2 separate regions of the Mus musculus genome follow, and region 2 is linked to region 1. Evidence: chromatin contacts called from public HiChIP or PLAC-seq data. All regions are on one chromosome and are shown on one strand. The core of a region is the stretch at or near the end of the contact, and the rest is flanking DNA. Distances in the headings are between cores, read along the strand shown. Region 1 overlaps Pibf1 (progesterone immunomodulatory binding factor 1). Region 2 overlaps Gm41230 (predicted gene, 41230).

Evidence for each region. HiChIP or PLAC-seq counts read pairs in DNA pulled down with a chosen protein or histone mark.
Region 2: a contact with region 1 is called in a FOXA1 HiChIP or PLAC-seq map of pancreatic cancer cells. The contact joins two enhancer-like sites. A contact is called at or near these places in 1 of 484 Hi-C or Micro-C datasets (cerebral cortex) and 4 of 115 datasets of contacts at active chromatin or transcription factors (embryonic stem cells and pancreatic cancer cells).

What each region holds. Positions count from the first base shown.
Region 1 is chr14:99,171,192-99,176,266 of GRCm38.p6, forward strand. The region is part of intron 10 of Pibf1 (progesterone immunomodulatory binding factor 1); the gene reads left to right. Among named protein-coding and RNA genes, the nearest start is that of Dis3, 74 kb to the left of the region's middle. Within about 2 kb of position 3,145, at least 32 of the 459 cell types and tissues checked have an H3K27ac peak or open chromatin away from gene starts, as enhancers often do. A contact at or near this core is called in pancreatic cancer cells, where this site is marked.
Region 2 is chr14:99,527,802-99,532,771 of GRCm38.p6, forward strand. All of the region lies in intron 1 of Gm41230 (predicted gene, 41230), which reads left to right. Among named protein-coding and RNA genes, the nearest start is that of Gm41230, 8.4 kb to the left of the region's middle. Within about 2 kb of position 1,335, at least 8 of the 459 cell types and tissues checked have an H3K27ac peak or open chromatin away from gene starts, as enhancers often do. A contact at or near this core is called in pancreatic cancer cells, where this site is marked.

The sequences.
Region 1 (5,075 bases), core at 1,895-4,394:
CCTAACTTGAACTTGACTAGTATTATGTTTTGTTGTTGTTGTTGTTGTTGTTGTTGTTGTTGTTGTTGTTGTTTTATTTTGTCCCTTGAGATTTTATTTGGTCTAAGGCAGAGCCATTAAGGTCAATTCTTAGAAATTCTACAGATAGTTGAGGTGGTCTTCCCAGGCTAGACTAGATGAGACAAAGCTCAGGGGTCATTCTTTCTATTTGGAAAGAAATCTTGGGCTGGTGAGATGGCTCAGTGGGTTAGAGCACCCGACTGCTCTTCCGAAGGTCCAGAGTTCAAATCCCAGCAACCACATGGTGGCTCACAACCATCCGTAAAGAGATCTGACTCCCTCTTCTGGAGTGTCTGAAGACAGCTACAATGTACTTACATATAATAAATAAATAAATCTTTAAAAAAAAAAAAAAAAAAAAAAAAAAGAAATCTTGTGAATGCTCCAGGTTACCAAACCCTAGGACTCTCATTTCTAAATCCCCAGTGAGGAATTAACCAGTTCTCCTGCACTTCCGGGCCATTTCTTGCCTAATTAAGATTTATAGGGCATGTCTTTTCTCCAGAAGTCATCGTGACTCCTTTAGTCGCTCTTAAGTTTTTCCACACCTTGAACTAGGATTTCCCTCCACCCTGCCATTGATAGTGCTTCATCATAAAAGCAGCCTTTAGCATGCTTCTGTTTTCTTTTTCTTTTGATGGGGGAGTACTAAGGACTGAACCTAAGACACAGTGTTTATTTGGTCAGCAAGAAAGCACCAAGCTATACCCCCCACCCGTTGTGTTTTGTTTCCCTTTGCTAAGTCTCACTCACTAAGTTGTCCATGCTGACTTCAGACCTGTAGTCCTCCTGCCTCCTGAGTACCTGGGGCAGCTGGGATACCAGCAAGTCTAGTGGTGGTTTTAGATCAGTCCCTCTGTTGGTGTAGCCCGGTCTAAACACACAGTGAAAGGACTGTGGGATGTAGCTGAGTGTGAGGCACAGATACAGTAAATGCTCTTGGCTCAAAGGAGCGTTCAGGCTGAAATGGTCAGTGTTGTCATGTTTCCCAAAAAGACAGACTAGACAGCAGCACACCATTCAAATACTGTTATAAATGTTTTACCTTAAAAGTTTTGTCCTTCATGCTCTGGTTTATTTTAAAACAGCATTCCTTTCTTGTATTTCTTTCAGTTAAGTACTTTTATCTTCACATACCCGGAAAACCTCTTTTTCTTTGCCTCAACTTTACTAAGTTATTACCAATATTACTACATAGTGTTTATTTTATTAATGCCCTTACAATTTTATTTGATCATGATATGATAGATGCATCGAATTACTCTAAATGCGTGCTTGAAATTCTCATAAGTCCATGGTACAGTTGTTAAACATACTCAGCGTTTTTTAACTCGGCAAAAACCATCTCTCACATTCATTTAAGAATTAGTTTGTAAGCCAAAAATGACAGATGTAGTATTACAGCTGGGAAGCTAACTGGTTGAAGAAATGTAAATGACAGAAACATTTGCACAAATATGCAACCGCCTTTCAAATGCTTTTCTTGTACCCTGTAGCAGTCATTGTTGCCACGTTGACGGGAGTTTTTCTTACCTGATTGCTTTTCAGTTGGAAAATTCCATAGTGCAGCAGGGAAGACCTATGTGACCAGAGCTTTGTGTTTGTGCTTAAGCTCCTGTCATTGCTCCTGCAATTCTCAATAAAATGCTTGACCTGCTTTCTAGGTAGGTTTAGAGGAAAGTACAATATCACATAGTGTTTTCTATTTTAACATCAGCATGAAGTGAATCCCTATAAACAGTAATTATTTTTTAGTCTTAGTTTGAGTTTTTTGAGACAGTATTTCAAATACCTCAGGCTAGCCTTGAACTCACTATGTAACTAAGGATAACCCTAAACTCCTGACCTCCCTGCCTCTACCTGCCAAATGCTGTGATTATAGGTGTATACCACCAGGGCTGGCTATATATAAAGTCAAAACAGATCATTTAAATAAAAATACTTAATATCTATTTTTAAAATTTGCCTTATCAAAAATTGAGTTGCTTTTTATAAAATTACCTCTAAATCAAGCCGTATGAGGTAAATTTTCCTTCTGCCCTCCTTTACCAAGATATCCTTTTACAATCCTATTATATTTTAGGATATGTTCCTCTTTCTCATAACTTAAGTTGTTGTGAGGATAGTGACCTCCACGCCTAGTATCTTACTGTGTGTGAAGATATGAATCGGTCTTCTCCTTTGAAAAGAAGTATCTCAGAGCATGAGGAAACAAATGAGGATATTCTCTACTAAAGTTAGAGCATTAGTGGCTCACAAGCTTTAATCTGTGCCGACGCTGCTTGGTGGGGTCCATGGAGCAGCCTGGTTTCTTAAGACATGTATTTTGGTTTGGGGAATGTTGAGATGATTCAGAAGGAAGCTCATCATTTTAGGCAAATAAACCAGGGCTGTTTGGTAAGAGGGAACTAGGCGAGAAATGGGGGGTGGGGGGCTAAAGGTCTGATGTAGAGGATCTTCTTCTAATACAGGCGAAAATCATAACACAGATGAAAATACCACTGGGAAAAGGACTCACTGTGGAAGGTTTTGTTTTGCTGTGCGGGGTGTGCATGCATGCATATATGCATGCCTGCGTGTGTTTTCCTGAGGACTGAGTGAACACTAGGCAAGTCCTCCACTACTAAGTAGATGTCTTCAACACATAAAAATACTTTTGTAATTTACATCAAAGGGAAAGCTGGCAGGCACTATTTGAAGGTTTAATTCATAAAATATACATAGCAAGTATTTTATAGGTACATTTTATATGAAAATATTTGTGAAGATATGGGGAAGCTATAATTTATATGCTTCTAGTAGCATTTTAAGTTGATATAGCTATTAAGTTAAGTTGTACAGTATACCAAAGGGTTCTTTTGTTTGTTTGGGGGGCGTTGTTTGTTTCTTTTTGAGACAGGGTTTCTCCATGTCGCCCTGTATGTCCTGGAACTGTGTAGGCAAGGCTGGCCTTGACTCAGAGATATGCCTATTCTGCCTTCTAAGTGCTAGGATTAAAGGTGTGTGCCACCACACCCAGCTAGTGTACCAACATCTCTGTGACCCGGCAGAGCTACTTGAGGATTGGAGCATTGACTTGTGCTTAGCAGGCAGTTACTGCAGTGTTCTCTGGAGCAGTGCAAACATCCACAGCATGTCTGTCAACAGCACTCTGTAAATGTTTCTCAGCTTAGAATTAGCAAATGAGATGAAATGAATCATGACTGTATTCACATTGTAAACTAATGTAAAAGGAATGAGCTTCAGACATAAAGTAGTCCAAGGCACATAAACTGGAAAGGGGGTTGTAGATAAAGAAGAGTAATGCAGTATGATGCCATCTGTTTAACAAAGGAGACTGGAGTCCGTCCTATACGTGACACATGCATGTTTGGGGAGGAGGGAGTGGTTAGAAAGTTACAAAGAAAGCTGGTAACTGATGGTTTCTACAAGGAGAAATGGATTTGAAAGTAGTGGTAAAGATGTCTGTAATGTTTCAAGTTTTTATCCTAAGAATTGATTTAGTTACTTACAGAGTTCAAGAGAAATTTGGTAAATTGCTTGTGCTGTGAAGAAGGCCAATAATGGAAATACAAGCAGCAGTCATCCTGTGAATGAGAGCTGACTCTCATTGTATTAGACAGGTTAGCATCTGCCCTCATCAGCCCATTTCCTACAGTAAATCCACTGAAGGCTGGAGACCCAGGGACACTGGCATGTTGAAGCACAGCCTTCAAGAACAGAATGGTTTTCAGAAGGCTTTGACCCCAATTGCTTGTAGCATTAGAACTAAAATCCCTAGTCAGGATTTCCCAGCCCTCGCCAAGACTGTGAGGCACAGGATTCTTTCTGCTGGCCCATCCATGAAGCCCTGGAAGGCCACCCTCTGCCCTGAGACTGCCTGCCTCATGCTGCCACTGTGCTTAGCTTTGCCAGCCTGCCTGGGCTCAGTAGCTCGCTCCAGCCCTTTCTTTATACTCAGTTGTCCTGCTGTGTACAGACAGATGCTCTATCTCAGCTATCTTATGGCCTGCTTCCAAACAAGACCAGCTGGGAAAGGTCCTACTGTGTGGTCATTTCCTGGTTCTGGTGATTGCATGACTATTACCACTGAATAAAATATATTTTGGGTACTTTGTTGTATACTGCTTGTCTACAAAATGAGATTAGGTCATTGTGCTTCAAATCCATGTCCAGTTTTAATGTAGTATAAGCCATGAATATTTTGTAGACAACGTTTAAAAACCAGTTATTTCTGCTATTTGTCATTTGTTTGAAAAACTGAGATTAAATAAAAGATTCATAATAGGGAGAACGAGGTTCATTAGCAGGGTCCTCAAGTCAGTATTCACTTCCATTCCGTACGGAAGGGAAGGTTGGGAGGTAGACGACAAAGCCCATGCTTCCTGGTACAGTGGCCCTGTGTAATCTCAGCACTAGGGAGACAGAAGAGGAGGATCCCGTTTTCCTACACGGTGAGTTCCAGGGCCAGCCAAACCTAGAAAAGCTCCTCTCTCAAAGAGCTGGAGAGGTGAAAGGTAAAGCAAAACAGGGAAAGGTCTCAGTAAATGTTCCTAGGAATTATGACCTTATTGCAAGATTTTTTTTCCTTTTCTTAATTTGTGCTGGGTATGCTGTGTGCACAATTGTAGGCAGGTAAAAGAGGTTAAGGGACAAATTCAAGAGTTGTTCTTCTGGTGCTATCTATGGGGTTTGTTCTGTTCCGTTGACACACGGTTTTTTAGCTAGCGTGCTAGGTTGCCTGACCAGGGAGCCTCAAAGATCTGCCTTTGTTGGCCTCTCCAGTGCTGGGATTTCCAGCATAGGCCACCCCACCCTGCTCTGTTACATGGGTTCTAGGGATGGCACTTGGGTCGTCATGCTTTGCAGGGCAAACACTATTGTCTGGGCTCTCCCCATAGGCCCAACTTAAGATCAAGATTCCTGCCGTTTAACTTCCTGGCAACCTTCTGCATAATACTGTATTTTCGCTTCTCTTTCCCTTTGTTCTTCTAGCTCTTACATTTCTGTTAAAC
Region 2 (4,970 bases), core at 85-2,584, 350 kb after region 1:
TTTTTAAATTCAACAGATTATAGTATCTCACTTTTCCCCATGAACCTTGCTTGGGGTGACACGTAAACACTGGTCTGAAGACTAAATTCCTATCACTTTATGGTCTAAAATGTCTGAATTTCCACTGATAACTCGAATAGGAGGTGCTGCGCATGGCATCTAGAGTCAAGGCATTACCCATCCTTTACAAGGTGAGAGGGGCCATTGGCTGGTGTGGTCTAACTTTGGAGTAAGTAACCAGGGGTTGCAATATCTAGAGGAATATAAAGCTAGTTTGGCTTGTGTTATGTGTGGGGACCAGTCTTTCTAAGCAGCGACAAATGACTCACATCTTTCGGGTACATATATTCAAAGGGTTCCCCGCACCTGACCTTGGTATGCCAATGTTTTGGAGCATAGCTTTTCAAAGTACTCATATTTCATTAAAAAGAAAATTTTACAGGCTGTTGAATGAGCTTTGATTTTAAAAGTTAAGTCATCACCCACAAAAGGACCAGTTTTGTTGTCAGTGAGTGAGGATAACAGCCATTTGATGTGATCCTGCGTCCACGAAGCTGAAGTACTCAGGGTGGCCTCTCAGTGACAAACCAATTCTTCAGTGTTTCCAGGGGCTTTTCATTGACTTTGGGATCCCTGCCTCTGTCTTCTCTTCTGTTTCTGCCTTTCTCTAAGTGGAGACAACTGCACTTTACAATTAAAGATAAGCGAAGGTAGCTGGCTAGGACTGGGAATCTGTCCACAGAGAACACATGCCTGAGTAATTAAGATATCAATACATCATTTTTATAGTTCGCATAATGTGTTTGCCTAGGACATTGCCACAAATTATCCACAGTGTGTGATTTGGCTTCATCGAAGACATTAAGCCAACAATCATAACAATGTTCTTTCTCTCTTACAATTACTCCACCCTGTATTATGCCTTTTAATATTCTGAAAACTGTGTATGAAGACAGAAAGCACTGGAGAGAGAGGTGTTTGGGATACATTTATTCTGCATTTTTAAAAGAAAGGCCATGTTTTATGGTAAAAACGATAATTGATTCTGGACCCACCATGTTCTAATTATGTGGTAACTTTCAGAGAACGCTTTAACCCCTCTAAACCCACACTTCCTGGTCTGAAAGGAGAGTGATAATAGCTTATATTACTCTCTGGTGGGGTCCACTGAGACGTGGTATGTGTGTGTATATGTGTGTGTGTGTGTGTGAGTGAAAGGGCTCTGAAGTTTGAAAAGTCTGAAGCTGAGATTGCAAATGGAAAAGTCCACAGAAGCCAAGACACAGCAGGAGCTCATGAATCAGAGGCAACATAGCGCTCAGAGCAGAGGAGCCCAGGCTAGGGTAGAGAGTGTGGTCCATGACTAAGCCACCCGGTGTACTTATTTATCTTATAAAGTGTGTGGCCAAGCAAGGCAATCTGAGTGTCACTGGTGGCTCCAAGAGTTACTTAGTTGTATTTATAGAATATACGGTATGTCCAAATCCCAAAAGAATGACCAAAGAAGCCGGGCAGTGGTGGCACATGCCTTTAATCCCAGCACTTGAGAGGCAGAGGCAGGCAGATTTCTGAGTCTGAGGCCAGCTTGGTCTATAGAATGAGTTCCAGGAGAGCCAGGGCTACACAGAGAAACCCTGTCTCGAAAAACCAGAAAGAAAAAGAAAGAAAGAAAGAAAGAAAGAAAGAAAGAAAGAAAGTGAGAGAGAGAGAGGGAGGGAGAGAGAGAGAAAGAGAGAGAGAGAGAGAGAGAGAGAGAGAGAGAGAGAGAGAGAGAGAGAGAGAGAGAGAGAGAGAGAGAGAGAGAGAGAGAGAAAGAAAGGAAGGAAGGCAGACCAAAGGATGGACTCAGGCTAATATTAGGGGAAACTTCCCAAATAGTTAAACTTATCTATTGGTTTGGAATACCAATATGGTCTCCATAGTCTGTTGGCAGAAAACTCTCTATTTTGCTCTGATCCACCTTTATCCTGTGATTCCCAAGTGCATGGGTTAAGAGGTTGGAGGGGGAATGGGTGAGAATTGGGACACTTCCGGTTCATACCGTGTTTTGCTTTGTAGCAATAAGTCCTGCACTTCTGGTCAGTGTTCATTGACTGCTTGGCCAAAGTGCTGCCTGTCTCCACATCCCCCAAAGACCAGAGTCCATCTATGTAGCCCAGGCTGTCTACACAGAGAACTCATGATGCTCTTGTCTCTGCCACCTAAGGCTTGCGCTGCACCTAAGGACCGGCCACTCTAGGATTGCAGATATGTGCCACCGTACCCCCATTCATTCTTGGTGAGCAGCTGATAGGTGAGGTGTTCACTGATAAACTCAGTCTATAACTGAGTTGAATACAGCTTGACTCTTATACAGAAGTTATTGCCACAAGTAAAGAATGCAACCGTGGATTTGAGAGAAAAGTCACATGGGAGATAAAGAATGGTCTTGGAGAAGAAAAGAATAGATGCTAGAATCCAGGGTTTGTGTCTCGTATCCCAAGTTTCCATTTGGAAACTTTATCCCTGACGAGGCGGGAGGCGGCTGAGCCTCTGGGAGCTAACTAGGCCAGCAGTGCTGAGCCTCCATGCAAGGTAGCAATGTCCTGATAAAGACCTCAAGTTTTTCTTGCCTCTTTGCCATGTGAGGACAGAGAGAGAAGATGGCTTCCTATGACTTAGGGAGTTGGTCTATTGATCCTAAGCAGATGTGGCTTATCTTCTTCCCATTAGTATTAAGCCAGCTTTAAACTCCACAGTCCTTATTGTTATACTGACCCTGATTCATATGTCTGCATTGTCTCTTGGCCCCTGTGGACTCTTCAGTGTACAAACTTTGCTTCAGTTTTCAAAATCACTTACATTCATTGTTTCAGTTGCTCTTCCTGGTGGCCCCCACAAGAGGCTTATATTCATTCTACCTTTCAGTCATTCTATCAATCTTCCTTTTCAGACAGTTATTTTTGATATTTTAAGAGTATATTTTCTTTTCTTTCTTCCTTTTTTTTCTTTTTAGAATTTATTCTGGTTCTTTTTTTGTTTGTCTTTGTTCTATTGCCACTCAGCAAACCAAACCCACATCGTCATGTATGCTACTATCACTACTCAACAGCACTGGTGTTTTGTTAGTACTGTGATAAGAATAAAGAATGTACATTCAAAATGATTCTCACATTTTCAACTTTCTCTTCCTGTGCCTAAATAGGAAACAATCCACTGGGGCTGGAGAGATGATGGCTCAGTGATTAAAAGCACTGGCTGCTCTTCTAGGGTGACTACATTCAGTTTCCAGGTCCCAGGCAAGGTAGATTACTGCCTGTAGCTCTAGTTCTAAGGGATACAGCACCCTCTTTTTGCCTCCAGGGAAACACAAACTCATCACACACACACACACACACACACACACACACACACACACACACACACACACACAGCAGAGAGAGAGAGAATAAAATAAAAAAGGAACAGTTAACTATATACTGAAAACAAAACAAAACCTACCTTATTGACCTACGGACGGTGGCTTATATATACTTTGCATTCCCTTAATACTCATCCTTCAATCATAATTCTGAACCAACTGTAAATGGCACAAATCCAGATTCTTTTCGTGATTTGACCAGTTTGTTTCTCTTCAGGGGTTCGTCCCTTTCAAGTGCTGATACTCCTTAATTGACGTCTATTTACTGTGAAAATGAAACAGATCTGTGTGTTTATGAATGACTCTATCTGTTTTGTTTTGTTTTCTTTTGAAAATTTCATTCGTGAGCATCTATGTCATCCTGCCCCTCACTTTTCCCAACTCCTCCCATGTCCCCTCTTAAATTTATAACATCTTCTTCTTTATAACATCTTACACGCTTTCTCGCGACCGGCCAGGAAAGACGCAACAAACCGGAATCTTCTGCGGCAAAGCTTTATTGCTTACATCTTCAGGAGCAAGAGTGCAAGAGTGCAAGAGCTCTATTGCTTACATCTTTAGGAGCCAGAGCGCAAGAGTGCAAGAGCAAAAGCAAGAGAGCAAAAGAGAGAATGGCGAAACCCCGTCCCTTTTAAGGAGAATTATTCTCCGCCTAGGACGTATTACTCCTTGATTGGCTGCAGCCCATCGGCCGAGTTGTCGTCACGGGGAAGGCAGAGCACATGGGGTGGAAAACTACCCTTGGCACATGCGCAGATTATTTGTTTACCACTTAGAACACAGGATGTCGGCGCCATCTTGTAACGGCGAATGTGAGGGCGGCTTCCTACAATAACACACACACACACACACACACACACACACATCCTCAACCTATTGAGTCCATTTAGCTTGCTCACATAGATGTGTGTCTAGGGTTGGTCATTTGGAATTAGATAACTTGTTCTCCCTGTCCCAGCAGCCATGCAGCATCTGTAGCCCTTCACCTATGAGGAAGACCATGTGGAATTTCCCCCCTTCCATATTGTCATGTCAACTGGTGTCATACGTTGGTCTTGTTTAGGCCACCATATTTTTGAGATTTCCTGAGTGTATTGTTCCTGCTGAGTCTATGGGACACTATCTGGCATCAGGCGTTCTGGTCCTCTGGCTCTTCCCATCATTCCACGCACTCTGCCAGGATTCTAACTGATCCCTAAGTGTAGTGGTTGCATTGCATGTGATTAATTAGGGTTGTGCATCCTATGGCCATTTCTTCTTTGCAATTTGACCAGTTGTGAATCACTCTATCCTTCTCCATTTGTTGTGAAAAGAGGCTTCCGGGATGAGGAGTGAGAGCTACCCTTCTCAAGCTGGGCCAGTGCATAGGCTCTGCGACCAGAACCTTCTCATAGTCTGTGAGGTCCTGCTACATGCCGTGGTGTGAGCGCAATCCCAGGGTTAAGATAGGTTAAGATAGGCAGCGCTTCCATCGTTCTTGGAGCTAAGTGTGTTGGCTCTGGGACACATGTCGCCAGTGCTCTCTTTCTTAGTATGGTCTCTTTTGGGTCCAGCTGAGTAGCTGTATCAA